2 separate regions of the Oncorhynchus mykiss genome follow, and region 1 is linked to region 2. A link is a contact called in public Hi-C data. All regions are on one chromosome and are shown on one strand. The core of a region is the stretch at or near the end of the contact, and the rest is flanking DNA. Distances in the headings are between cores, read along the strand shown.

Region 1 (6,795 bases), core at 3,442-5,941, 280 kb before region 2:
AACAGCAATTAGTCAGTGCAATCTAAGTTCAACCCATGTTATGGTTGTGGCGTGGTTATGTTATGGTTGTGATTATGTTATGGTTGTGGCGTGGTTGTGATTATGTCGTGGTTATGGTTATGTTATGGTTGTGGCATGGTTATGGTTGTGTTGTGTTTGTGGTTATGTTGAAGTAATCTCTCGTGGACAGACTATGTAAACATCTGTGTTAACTGAGATTAATGTTGGCGGACCTACCTTCCGTTGACAGTGAGGCCTATCCCATAGCTACTGTGGCTGTGTTGGGTCATCTTAGGTGACCCTGTGGTCCCACTGGTGAAGAAGATGGTCATAGGGTCATCACTGCGAGTCTTCACACACTCATGGTCGCTGGATGCGTTCCTATGGAGAGAGTTTGGTCAGTACAGAGATGCTGAAAGTAACAAGCAAGATGTAGATAGACCAAACCAATAGATCAGACACAGTGAACTGGAGTCATTATGATCCCATCCAGACCAAACCAATAGATCAGACACAGTGAACTGGAGTCATTATGATCCTATCCAGACCAAACCAATAGATCAGACACAGTGAACTGGAGCCATTGTGATCCCATCCAGACCAAACCAATAGATCAGACACAGTGAACTGTAGTCATCATGATCCCATCCAGACCAAACCAATAGATCAGACACAGTGAACTGTAGTCATTATGATCCCATCCAGACCAAACCAATAGATCAGACACAGTGAACTGGAGCCATTATGATCCCATCCAGACCAAACCAATAGATCAGACACAGTGAACTGGAGTCATTATGATCCCATCCAGACCAAACCAATAGATCAGACCCAGTGAACTGGAGTCATTATGATCCCATCCAGACCAAACCAATAGATCAGACACAGTGAACTAGAGCCTTTATGATCCCATCCAGACCAAACCAATAGATCAGACACAGTGAACTGGAGCCATTATGATCCCATCCAGACCAAACCAATAGATCAGACACAGTGAACTGGAGCCATTGTGATCCCATCCAGACCAAACCAATAGATCAGACACAGTGAACTAGAGCCTTTATGATCCCATCCAGACCAAACCAATAGATCACACACAGTGAACTGGAGTCATTATGATCCCATCCAGACCAAACCAATAGATCAGACACAGTGAACTGGAGCCATTATGATCCCATCCAGACCAAACCAATAGATCAGACACAGTGAACTGGAGCCATTATGATCCCATCCAGACCAAACCAATAGATCAGACACAGTGAACTGGAGCCATTATGATCCCATCCAGACCAAACCAATAGATCAGACACAGTGAACTGGAGCCATTATGATCCCATCCAGACCAAACCAATAGATCAGACACAGTGAACTGGAGCCATTATGATCCCATCCAGACCAAACCAATAGATCACACACAGTGAACTGGAGCCATTATGATCCCATCCAGACCAAACCAATAGATCAGACATGGTGAACTGGAGCCATTATGATCCCATCCAGACCAAACCAATAGATCAGACACAGTGAACTGGAGCCATTATGATCCCATCCAGACCAAACCAATAGATCAGACACAGTGAACTGGAGCCATTATGATCCCATCCAGACAAAACCAATAGATCAGACACAGTGAACTGGAGCCATTATGATCCCATCCCATCCAAATCAAATTGGTCACATACACATATTTAAGAGATGTTATTGCGGGTGAGGCAAAAAACATAGTAAAATAATGGAATTAAGAAATATATAAATATATGGTCCTTTCTATGACAAGTGTCTTTGGAATTTTTTTCTGACCTAAGTTATCTTTACCTCACCAGATCTCCAAAGTTCTTCCAGCCCTCTCTCTTGGTGGGGGACACCAGTATTTTGTGCTGCAGGCTGGAGCACTGAGAGGCCACGGCATCGAGCAGGGGGGCCAGGGACTCGTCTGTGATGACACAGCGGGCCCCAGAGGTCTGCAGCCGGTGGAGGATGTCCCTGGCTGTCATCTGAGAGGTGCCTGGCAGCAGCACTGTTCCTGTGGGGGACATGGGACTTCACCAGGGATATAAGATTTTCCTGAAGGGAAATCTTGCGGCCCTAGTCATAGCTAATGACAAGGCACTGGAATAAATAAGGTTGTACATTTTTCCTGTTCAGGTCAGGAGGTCAGATAGTACACCCGGCCCTAGGCATCACATTTATATTGAATTATTTTATTAATTTAGCAGCTTGTCTCCAAAACTATTTCAATTGTATTGCCCCAAACATATTTATTGAACTAAACATATGCTATCTGATAGCATTATGTCTGGACGAGTGGTATTCAAAGTCAGGGTCGACGGGGGGATTTCAGTGTGGTCGACGGGGGGATTTCAGTGGGGTCGATGGGGGGATTTCAGTGGGGTCGACGGGGGGATTTCAGTGGGGTCGACAAATAAAAAATAGTTTGATTTTGGGGGGATCCAAAAATGAAGAGGACAGATTATATTATGGGAACAATATACAAATGTTATTGAAAAATATATTTGACAAATAAATTGTACTAAGTAAGTAAATAAATGTACGTATTGGTTCTCTTAGAGCAGATATTCCCAAAGGCAAAGCCGTCGGGGGTACGCCTAATAAAAATGTGAATCACCAGATTTTCTAGTGACAAAAATTGGGTCCCCAGAAATTCTGGGGAAAAAAATGTGGTCCCCGCTGAAAAAGTTTCAATATCACTGGTCTAGACAATGCAATTTTGATTCTATTATGAAGTCTTGGATTTCTGGATTAGATCTTTTCTAGCTCACCGGTTCTGAGACAGGCCACATTGACGAGCCACCACTCTGGAACCCTGGGTAGTACCAGAAACACCCTGTCCTGCTGGTTGAGACCACAGGCACCTGACAGAACATTGGCCAGTCTTCTGGAGTGGAAGCCCAGCTCCTCAAAACTCCACCTCACCTCCTGCTTTCTGTCATTCACCCACCAGAAGGCAGGGTTAGATCCTTTCTCTCCTTTCTGAAATAAACCATGGTGATTTCACATTTACATTTGAGTTCATCTGAAACCGTAAAGTTTAATGTAGAACATATCCCTCTGCCAATATGAATGATATGTCAACTATCCTGCTACCTAAAGGCGGTCATCATGATGATGTTGTCATAACACTGACATAACACGTCATTACGAGTTATAACAACTATGTCACAGTCAGAGGGTTCAAGTCAAGTGTTACCATTTTTTCATTCCCCCATGATAATATATGCAACGGACAGTGCTTGACTTGGGGAGGAGCTCACCTGAGTAGAGTACCGGCAGCTCAAATGTTCTTCTGCTTGAGCTCCTGTTCCTCTTATAGAATACTAGCTCAATGTATTGTGGAGCTCCTGCACCTAAATATAAACAGTACTGGCACCCTAAACGAGTACTGAAAGCTATTTCATCCAAGTCAAGCACTGGAAATGAAAGTTGAAGGTTAGATAAACAAGGTATACTCTACCTTTTCTTTCTCTGCCCACACATCAAGCACATCTTCTGCAAAGTTGAAGTACTCAGGTATCTGGGGGCTGTATTGTTGTTTGATACTCTCATAGCCAGTAAAGTTTTGAGGAGGAGATACCCTATGTCCACGGATCTGACATTTAAAGTTACTTGGGAATATACTGAGTGCCTTCAGTTGAAATGACACTTTCCCAATGGCCCTCATCTGCAAAGGAAAAAAAACACTACTTAATAAAATACTTGTAGATGCAGTAGAAACAATACTGTTTAGAGCAAGAACAATCTCTTTCTCTCATTTTATGCATCATGCAAATGACTTTGGAAGACATTCTTACCAGTTATATTAAAGCCATTCAGTAGAGACAAATTGTGCAACTAGTATTTTTATGGCAACAGTTGACAAGCAGAGAAGAACACTGTACAGAACGTATACAGTTGATACATTAAGGTATCATTAAGTATCACGCTTAGAAAGTATCATGCTTAAGTTTAAACCCCTCTCAAACCCTACCTCTCAAATCGTCGTGTTGTTTGCGGTTTATGTTGCTCTGTCTGCGGGCTGAAAATAAGGAATGGCGCCCAAGAAATGTCTCCATAAAGGGTCGAGTGAAAAGGAAGGAATACTAGGGCTCAACTCCGACACAGGGAGAGATCTGTTCATTCCATGACCTGAATGGGTGAACTATTAAAATCTGCAGGAAGTAGGCGTGGTGTTATAAATGCACATGTAAAAGTTAAAACGTGTTTACTTAATTACACAACAATTGAAAGGAAACCACTAATATGTTTCAGACCAAAATTAGAGTAATATGACACCACAAAAACATTGCTTATTAATAGTCTTTATGGTTATTATAGCGCCTAATAAATACGTGTTTTTCTGTCCAAAATATTAGTCTACCGTGCAGACTAGATGAAGAGCTGTTGCCATTGGATCTTACATTAAATCATCACCCACGAACTGGGCCAATCTGTCACAATGTAGCCTAACAATTTCATCCTCGTTTTACACACATGAAAACTGCACAGTTAATGTCATGTGATTGCAAACGGACGGACATCAATGAAAGTGAAGACGTTGTCACAACAGTAGTAGGCAATGTCGCAGACTTTTACCAGGTGTATTTGCAGATACAGCTGATCCCGCTACACTGTAACGTCGGTTCCTCAGATGTGATCAGATGGGATATCATTGCCCCAGGATGCTTTGCGCGGAGAGTATGACGGACTGTTTCCTGCGAGCAACACGTGGAATATGGATAACGCTCCAATGAACAGCTAGCCTATATGTTCCTTTCATTTCATTTCAAATTATTTTCATGAAAACTGCATGAAGTGAGGACATAACTGACTGACGTAAGCGAACAAGAGTTTACAATGTCACATGGGCATTCAGCGTAAAACGTAGCTAGATAGATAGATGGCTATGGCTACATAGCGATGATCATAGACAGTACTGTATGTAAACACGTTGTGGTGTTGTCGTTGGTTTAGACGAGCACAGCCACAACCTGTGGCAGTCATCATAACATAACACTGTCAACAGTCTAGTTAATTACATTGATCTATAATCAACTCAGCAATGCCATTCACAACATAAGGGTGACTGACAAAATAATTGATGTTCCATTTTATACAGAAAAGCATCAATTCTGTTTTAATTTCTATACATTGTGTATAGCTATCATTGCATTCCTTGTACAGTGAAGGACAGCGTGGGGATGGAGTATCTACCCGACCGTAACTCCAGGTATAAAGACGTGGACTACTGGGATGAGAGGTACAAGACAGAGAAGTCGTTTGAATGGTTCGGAGACTTCTCCAAGTTCCAGCATCTACTTCAGCGTCACGTCATGAAGGACGATGCCATCCTTGTGCTTGGTATGTGTTCTGACCTTACTTGCCTACTTGTCTTTATTTCTGAAGAAATCTTGGACATTGTGAAAATTACATTCGTGAAGACCTTACTGCATCAATGGAATGTTTGTCTCATCATTTAGTAATTTATTTGGAAAGAGGGAAACAGTGCTTTATAACGCGGCAGACCACAAGATGGCGCTGCAAGACAACGTTTGAACATGTCCATGTTCAGTATCGTCATAATATTATAATACCGTCCCTTGCAAATTCTTCAGCCCCTGGTTACATCATTCTACAGAAGCGGTTGAAAGTCATTTGTAGAGATTTTTGTACCTAGGTTTTGTACCTATTCAGTGCTTGATATGCATGCTTAATATACATTAATTTGAGCTACAAACATTTGCTGTTCAGCACACATCTGGATACTTTCACATTTGCATTCAGATTGCAAAATGTTAGCCACGCTGCCGTTATTGGAATGTAAGTCATAAACAGCATGGCTAGAGTATATATTACTGTTGTTAGCTATCCTTCAAACATTACCCAAGCACTTGTTTTGCCACTACATTGCAGATATTGTATTCGTCCCAGTAGTTAAAGCGGTTCCTTGTGGAATATTATAGAATCTAACAGTTAGTTGATGTTGACAAAGGTGTTAAACATGGTTGCATTATTTTGACGGAATATCCCTCAAAAAACGGTTTGATAGAGCCCTGGAATAATATTATTATCCCAGTGCAGAGGATTCCAAAGCCAACCTTGCTGATATAATTGTTTCCCTGGTTTGAAGTGTTGTACTGTAGTGGCAGTGACCATGCGGAGGCTTAGGGGGGCGCTGTTGCTAGTGGTCTGTTGTCAGTCACTGTAGGGTCCCTGTTTATGTATGCGCAGCAGAGCAGCACTCTTGGTTGGGAGTGTGTGTGTGTGTGTGTGGAGGGTTCAATGCTGAACAATTGTGTCAGCGAACGACAGGGGCTTCCTGGACTATGATGGGGGTAAGACCGGTGTTGTCAGGACCTAGGCACTAGGCTCGCACTCCTCCACGGAAATCTCCTGTCATTCTCTCCTGTAGTTTTTCTCGTCTATCACTTGACCCTGGGATCAAACAGGCTCATTAAAAAAATATATATATTTATTTCACCTTTATTTAACCAGGTAGGCAAGTAGAGAACAAGTTCTCATTTACAACTGCGACCTGGCCAAGATAAAGCAAAGCAGTTCGACACATACAACGACACAGAGTTACACATGGAGTAAAACAAACATACAGTCAATAATACAGTATAAACAAGTCTATATACAATGTGAGCAAATGAGGTGAGAAGGGAGGTAAAGGCAAAAAAAGGCCATGGTGGCGAAGTAAATACAATATAGCAAGTAAGACACTGGAATGGTAGATTTGCAGTGGAAGAATGTGCAAAGTAGAAATAATGGGGTGCAAAGGAGCAAAATAAATAAATA
Region 2 (7,189 bases), core at 673-3,172:
ACACACACAGACACACACAGACACACACACAATGGATAGAGCCATTAATTACACTAATTACGTAGGTGAGAGAGAATAGGTTTCACTCAATATCATAATAATATGATCATAGTGATACATTCAGAAATGTTACCCATTCACACAAATAACTTCACCTTCGATGACAACATACTGCAGACACTTTCCTGGTGTCACATTCAAAAGGTCTGCCAGTTTCCCATCCAAATTAATGTGGGGTGCCTCCTGAAACAACAAGCAAAAAGAAAAGCCTGTCATTCCTATGAAAATTCTCATGTCTCCTAAAAAAAAATCATGGTTTTGCACTCTGTTCACAATGTTATTCAATCCGGATTGCGGAAGATCCTTGTTATAGCGCAATTGAAATGTAAAGGTAATTTCCTTTTGAGCCGACATATGCAGCGTGTAGCCTACCGTGAATGCAGTCTCTGCAAACGCTGAAACATTGCCTTTAAAATTTTGATTGTGCTTTTGCGTGGATCTTCAGCGATACGGATTGAATCTAGGCCGTAGTCTGAAGGAATAGAGACAGGGCAGGCTACTAACATTGAGCTTGTCCACCGATTTCCTCTTTTTCCTGTAGATGTAGAAGAAGAGGCCTGATATGGCCAAGCTGGTGCCTAGACACAGCCCCTCCACCGTCCTCACTGGAAACTCCTCCATCCCCCCAACACACTCTCCACACGGTCTCTTCTCACCTCCCTTGTAATAGGGATACAGTACAGAAACAGACTGCCAAACATGTGATGTAATATGAAGGAGGTACTTTAGCATGAATGCAAGATGCCCACGCATCACTCTGACAAGCTGCAATTAAATCCGCAGCTGCCGGATTCTCTTTGAGATTTTCAGTGAAATGCTTGAAAATGTCTATAATTTTCTGTAGGACATCAAAGTGGCACAAGGCTGGTTGCTATTTCTGTTCAGCACTTTGACAGTAAACTGAATTAGGCTACTCAGAATACAAAGAGTCACAAAATGTTGGGTTATTCACATATGATAGGTTATATAACCCAAACTTTACAGTCTAAGAAACTTGATCTCAAACAATTCTAGTATTACACTGATTCAGTCAGATAAATTATGACTATTTACATATTCACTGCCTTCACCCACAAGCACAACAAAGTTGAAAAGTTTTATTTCATTGATGATTTACAAAATCGGTAGGTGGCATTTTTTAGCTTTTTTTTTTTATATAAAAGGGGTAACGTTACCTATCTCTTTCTAGATGTTTTATGTAATATGATGACAGTGTTTGAATTCAAATACCAATTACTGACTTAGGTGATTAGCTAGTACAATTATAGGGTTGACCATGTTATTTTGGGCCAAGCTAACTAATTAGAACAACCGGTAGTTTAAATACATATGACCCAGTAAAGCCATTTCTCTGATGTAACGTTAGCCGAAACAGATCTACATGTAACGAAATATCTCGTTGAACATTGACATTATGCTATCTAATATAGCTAGCTACTTATAAATAATAAAAGTACAAATTAAAGTTGATGGCTGGCTCACTGAGAGGCTAGAAATAAACATTACACAGTTGGTTAGCAAATGTTTAGTTAGCTGGAAAACCTGCCATTGACCTTTAAAACATCTTATTTGATTAGTCATAAATGTGGTCTATGTCCGCAATAGTCAGACCATAACATGACAATGGTATTTGTGCACTCTTCTGCAACGGTCAATACATCAAATTGAACTTAATCAATCACTATTGTCATTTTTTACCTTTGAAACCGCTCAAGTTATCATCCCCGGAAGAATGGCTATTTTTGTTTTGGTCATATGACATGTACCACTTCCTTGAAGCCACCATGCATCTTCGGGTGAGGCTTTCCTGAATCATGTGACGGGGTACTTATAAGTCCTGTCACATATTGTCAGTTATTTTATTTTTTTTAACATAAAAAAAAGCATATTTGGTACTGTCTTTGGTCGAGTTGTGGTGACACGTAGCTAGCTAGCTGCGTCGAAATGGCAGGAGGTGTGAGGAAAAAGTCGTCCCCTGGTCCACGGTCTAGAGCGTGGGCGCCACTTCGTACACTATGGCAGGATAAACATTTGATCTTATTCAAGGCAGAGTACACAATACTGGTCGCCTCTGTTCTGTGGTTCCTGGAGATCGGAATAAACATATGGGTCATCCAAAAAGTTGCATGTAAGTACTAGTAGCATGCTAGCAGTTTAGCTAGTTAGCTTGCCCCTGCATTGCAATGAACGTAGCTCGCTAGCTAACAGCTAGTGTTTGTCAGCTAGCTTCTGTAGTGCCACTTGTTATAGTGAATTTACAGCCACAGCGTGATTACGTCCCCTTCCTAGTGATGATGTTGCCTAGTATGAATGAAATATGTTTTCAAAAGTTGTGCCAATTTCTGTTGCCAGCACAAGAATGTGTAAGATAGACAACCAGGAATTTGAAAGCAACAATGGTAGTTTGTTAATCTAGTCTACTGAACTTTTGACACAGTTCCTGCAATTTCCCTCTTGTTTATTATTTTTTTCTTAGCACTAACATTAGTTGCTGCTGATTGTTCTGTCACCTGATTCTTTAGGTACCTTCCACAACCCAGTTTGTTGAATGCATATTTCCAAGTTATTGCAAATGCCACCTGTCACTCATTGGTGAATGTCTTCTCATGCAGACACAGAGATCGACTGGCAGGCGTATATGGATGAGGTAGAGGGAGTCATCAACGGCACCTACGACTACACCCAGCTCAAAGGAGGCACAGGCCCGCTGGTGTAAGTTCCACTAACCTATTTGTGCTGGCACTTTATAAGTTAAGGAACCAGGATCCAGGACCAGGATTGGCCTTCATCACTGAACCCCATGACAAATCATTACAACTGTGTGTGTGTTTGTGTACCTGCAGTGTGACATTTCTTAACTTGAACAAAATCAGTCTTGAAACTGACTTCCGGAAACTACCATTCCAGATACCCAGCAGGATTTGTGTACACTTTCACAGCGCTGTATTACATCACCAACCACGGGGTGAATATTCGCCTGGCCCAGTACCTGTTTGCTGTTTTCTACCTGCTCACCCTGCTGCTCGTCTTCAGGATCTACCACCGCACCCAGAAGGTCAGCTAGGTCTAAATAGTTACCCAGAGAACAGTCTTTATCTACAATTTGCTCTCTCAATATTAGAGTATCAAGTCCCAACTTAATTATGTTACTTAAACGAGTTTGAACTGGAATATTCAGTTTCCTATGACAATCTCTGCATGAGAAAATCCTGCACTGTAAAAGGCTATTCACTTTTCTTTAGATGCCTGCCTGTCTGTTTGTCTGCCCTCTCCAGAATCCTCATTCACAAAACATTCTGAAGTTATTTTCTTAGAAAATCCTTAAATCTTAAGATATTGTTGAAAAATTGCACTTACAAACTATCTTATGAACTTATTTTTATTTTCTTAAGAAGCTTAAGTTTTTGCGTAAGAAGTGTTTTGTGAATCTGGGCCCAGGTTCCTCCCTACGTATTCTTCTTTGTGTGCTGTGCCTCCTACCGGATACACTCCATCTTTGTCCTGCGTCTTTTCAACGACCCTGTAGCCATGATGATGTTGTTCGGGGCTGTCAATCTGTTCCTGGACGGCCGCTGGGCTCTGGGCTGTGGCCTCTACAGGCAAGTATGAACCCTGGACAACTGGAGCCTATCTCAGCTTAGTTCCACCTGGATCAGATCAGTTCAAGTTTAGCTTGGTTCAGTTCAGTGTGGGCAAATATGGCTGCTTTTTATAGAGGCAACCCAATTCTGATCTTTCTTTCACTAATTGGTCTTTTGAACAGTCAGATCAGCTCTTTTGCCAACAATAGGGCAAAAGATCAGAATTTGGCTGCCTGTCTAAATGCAGGCTATGGGACACAATAGCCCTCTTAATTCAGATTGGCAGAACTGAGTTGCCCAACTCAACATCTATGGCTACGTTGTCCCGTCACATGGTGAATGACAACTTCCTCTCCCTTTGTTGTGGACAGTTTAGCAGTGTCTGTGAAGATGAATGTGCTCCTGTTTGCCCCGGGCCTCCTCTTCCTCCTGCTGTCTGAGTTTGGCCTGATGAGGGCCATACCCAAGCTCTCTCTCTGTGCTGCCATCCAGGTTAGGACCTCCTTCATCTGATTTAACTGTTACATTTCGATTTTAGACACAGATGCATGTCGTAGAATTGACTATCTTTAAATGTGAAGACTATATATTATCAAATCAATTTTTTATGTGTAATTATTCCGTAATTCAACGGATCACGGAATAGGAATTAACTAGGAAGTTGAGGCACCATGGGAAAATGTTGTTTATAGAGTGTCAATTTCCCAAATATAAAACTCTTCAGATATTTTAATACCTTATTTATTAGTCACTTATTCATGTATTATTACCTCATCAGTCTCATTCCTGAATGTCGCAAACCCTTGGATATCTGCACGAACCCTAACACAGATCATGAATCAGCGATATAGAAATTGGCTTAATTATTTATTTACTAAGTAACTTACTCACAGAATTACATAAACACACACACATAGGTTACTGACATGATAGAAATGTCCCTAGTGGGCTAAGCTGATATGCCGGCTTGGTAGACAAAGGAAAGGGGTGGGGTCAGTTCGAGAGTGGGAAACTCAGAGGATTCACTGTAATACAGTGGAGAACTACGCTCATGAAATGCTAATACTTCTAACATGAACAGCCGCTTATTTGAAAATAAATTGCAATTGACATATTTACGAGTGTATGCCTTTGCTGTCCCTCTCTGCGATCGCCGGTCCGTCTGATGGATAGTCGACAGGAAGCCTCTGGTTTGTCCACCAGAGATCAAAGTCTGTCGGAGTTGTAGGTTGTTATAATGGGTACTTCAGAGTACCATTCAGAAATGTTCTTAAATCAGATGCGTTTACCAGACTAAAGTATTTATAAACAGCTGCAGCCTGAATAATTGGTCTTTTAATTTGTAGATTTCTTCACCCTTTCAACATGTAACGACAGCTCCTTGTTTTCTGATCTTGTCCTCTGGTAGAGTTGTGGTTTAAATCACTTCACACACCAGCGTTTGGTTTCTAGAGCGATAGCCATTCCAACGTGGGGACCTTGTCCCTGTGTTCTCTTGACTAAAGTTTGTAGATTTCTTAACCATTCGATTCATTGTCCATCTTTACTCCACCTCCCCGCACTTCTCTCCCTATCACAGATATTGTTGGGCCTACCCTTCCTGATGGAGAATCCCATTGGCTATATGACCCGGGCCTTTGACTTGGGTCGTCAGTTTATGTTCAAGTGGACAGTGAACTGGCGCTTCCTGCCTGAGTGGCTTTTCCTAAGTCGCTACTTCCATCTGGTGCTCCTGGCTGCCCACCTGCTAGCCCTGCTACTGTTTGCCCTGCGTCGCTGGAAGAGGTGAGAGATGTGGCTACTGGGGTTATCACTAGGATTAGATATTTTCATGGTCAGGATGAAATTATTGGCCACTAGTGTAGCCTAAAATGAACCACACAGCCTAACTGACAAGCACACCAATGCTTGAGTCTGGCTATCTCTGCTTTTTGTTGTTACTGGACATGCTTTCTGATTTTATTAAACCAACTCATTTTCCCCTCAGGCCTGGAGAGAGCATCATGGATCTGCTGAAGGAGCCAGCCAAGCGAGTCATCCCTGCCCAGAAACTCACCTCAGATCATATCCTTTCCTCAGTCTGTGTCTCTGGAGCCATGAGTAGAAACACTGTACCATTGTGGTGTTTTCTATATCTCTAACTCTTATCTTTCTATGGCCATAATGTACCAGGGTCTAATATATCACTAAAGAGGGTTATTAGTGGGTTAAAGTGTTCCAAAAGCCAATTATATTAGACCTTAACAGCCGATCACAGATGGTGCTGATCCTCTTCACGTCTAACTTCATCGGCATGTGCTTCAGCCGCTCGCTGCACTACCAGTTCTACGTCTGGTACTTCCACACCCTACCTTTCCTTCTCTGGAGCGGAGGAGTCAAGAAGCTGGCTCACCTACTCAGGTAAGAGGGGACGGGACATACCTTTGGCTACAATGTTGGGAGCAGAATTAGGAACCATAAAATATGAGCCTAGATGGGTCAAATGGGTCAAAATACCTGTTATTGTCACTGTGTTCTTCTGTTATGTCTAACGTGGTGTGTCTGTGGACAGGGTTTTGATCCTTGGCCTGGTGGAGCTGTCGTGGAACACCTACCCTTCTACTACACACAGTTCAGCAGCCCTCCATGTCTGTCATCTCATCATGCTGCTCTCCCTGTGGTTCGTCCCCGGGGTAGAGGAGAAGACCAAGAGCAAGTGAGCTTTTCCCCTAGGAGACCCTCCTGTCGTAGGGGTCTGATCGACCATCTCCACCCTGCTCTCACCCCAGGCTGGTTCTCACCACGTCTTGCCCATCTCGCTGTAGCTCTGTGCTAATGTATAGCGTAACGTACAGGTGGGAGAAGGTACAGCGTGAGACTGTATGTGGAAGGTTCGTGGGGTGGGAGGAGGCCCGAAAACAATTAGGATTCTCAGGTTAAAGAATTAAATCTAATTTAGGTGGGAGTCTAGTGTGGGAGTCTCGTTGTGAGGAGAAATGCCGAATGCTTTGCTGTGTTGTTGATAAGACATCTTTAAGTAAGGGTCTCTTACTTCCAGTATGTATTTTTTATGGAGAAACTGCCTTTAGCCCATGATTTGTCCTGTTAAGTAGAGTCAAACTGTTAGTACAGTAGTTCCTCATCCTGGCAATCAGCTGGTCTGAACTTCTGTTACTGGACTATTTGTTGATGTAAACATCCTGGTTTGCTGTAGCTCAGCAATGCCAAGATAGTGGGTTCGATTCCAGGGACCACCCATGTGTAAAAAATATTTTTTTAAATGTATGCATGACTCAGTTCATTTGGATGAAAGCATCTGCTAAATGGCATATTATATTAAAGATGGTTTCTATGTTTTTTTAATGAAGCTTTAAATTGGTACCACCCATTGGGCACAATAGGAATGACCACAAGGCTTACTATAGGCTAATACATAATAAATGGCATTTCATATAACAATATGACCATGCAAAACTAAGCTGTTGACAATCAAGGTTCTGTCGATTTGTTAAAACCAAAATTCTAATAGTTTGGTTTTCAGTGTGCAGTAGACTAAATAGAAGGTCAGT

What was found. Hi-C and Micro-C count contacts between places; a contact is called where the count stands out from the background.
Region 1: a Hi-C map of liver shows a contact between it and region 2, with 5 times the contacts expected there. The contact joins the promoter of acsm3 here to the promoter of LOC110530734 in region 2. A contact is called at or near these places in 2 of 3 Hi-C or Micro-C datasets (blood and liver).

The regions. Positions count from the first base shown.
Region 1 is chr8:80,310,421-80,317,215 of USDA_OmykA_1.1, reverse strand. It overlaps acsm3 (acyl-coenzyme A synthetase ACSM3, mitochondrial), which reads right to left and starts at 4,691. Exons shown (of 13, transcript XM_036986428.1): 1 at 4,591-4,691; 2 at 3,986-4,166; 3 at 3,473-3,679; 4 at 2,781-2,991; 5 at 1,816-2,023; 6 at 238-381. The coding sequence starts at 3,679. It overlaps ece2a (EEF1A lysine methyltransferase 4), which reads left to right and starts at 4,666. Exons shown (of 4, transcript XM_036986429.1): 1 at 4,666-4,830; 2 at 5,156-5,355. The coding sequence starts at 5,196.
Region 2 is chr8:80,028,357-80,035,545 of USDA_OmykA_1.1, reverse strand. LOC110530734 (mitochondrial ubiquitin ligase activator of nfkb 1-A) reads right to left here and starts at 1,922. Exons shown (of 6, transcript XM_021613989.2): 1 at 1,759-1,922; 2 at 565-750; 3 at 156-243. The coding sequence starts at 681. It overlaps LOC110530733 (dol-P-Man:Man(5)GlcNAc(2)-PP-Dol alpha-1,3-mannosyltransferase), which reads left to right and starts at 1,849. Exons shown (of 9, transcript XM_021613986.2): 1 at 1,849-2,188; 2 at 2,673-2,772; 3 at 2,968-3,115; 4 at 3,499-3,659; 5 at 4,013-4,133; 6 at 5,221-5,426; 7 at 5,629-5,705; 8 at 5,897-6,041; 9 at 6,193-7,099. The coding sequence starts at 2,005. The coding sequence ends at 6,340.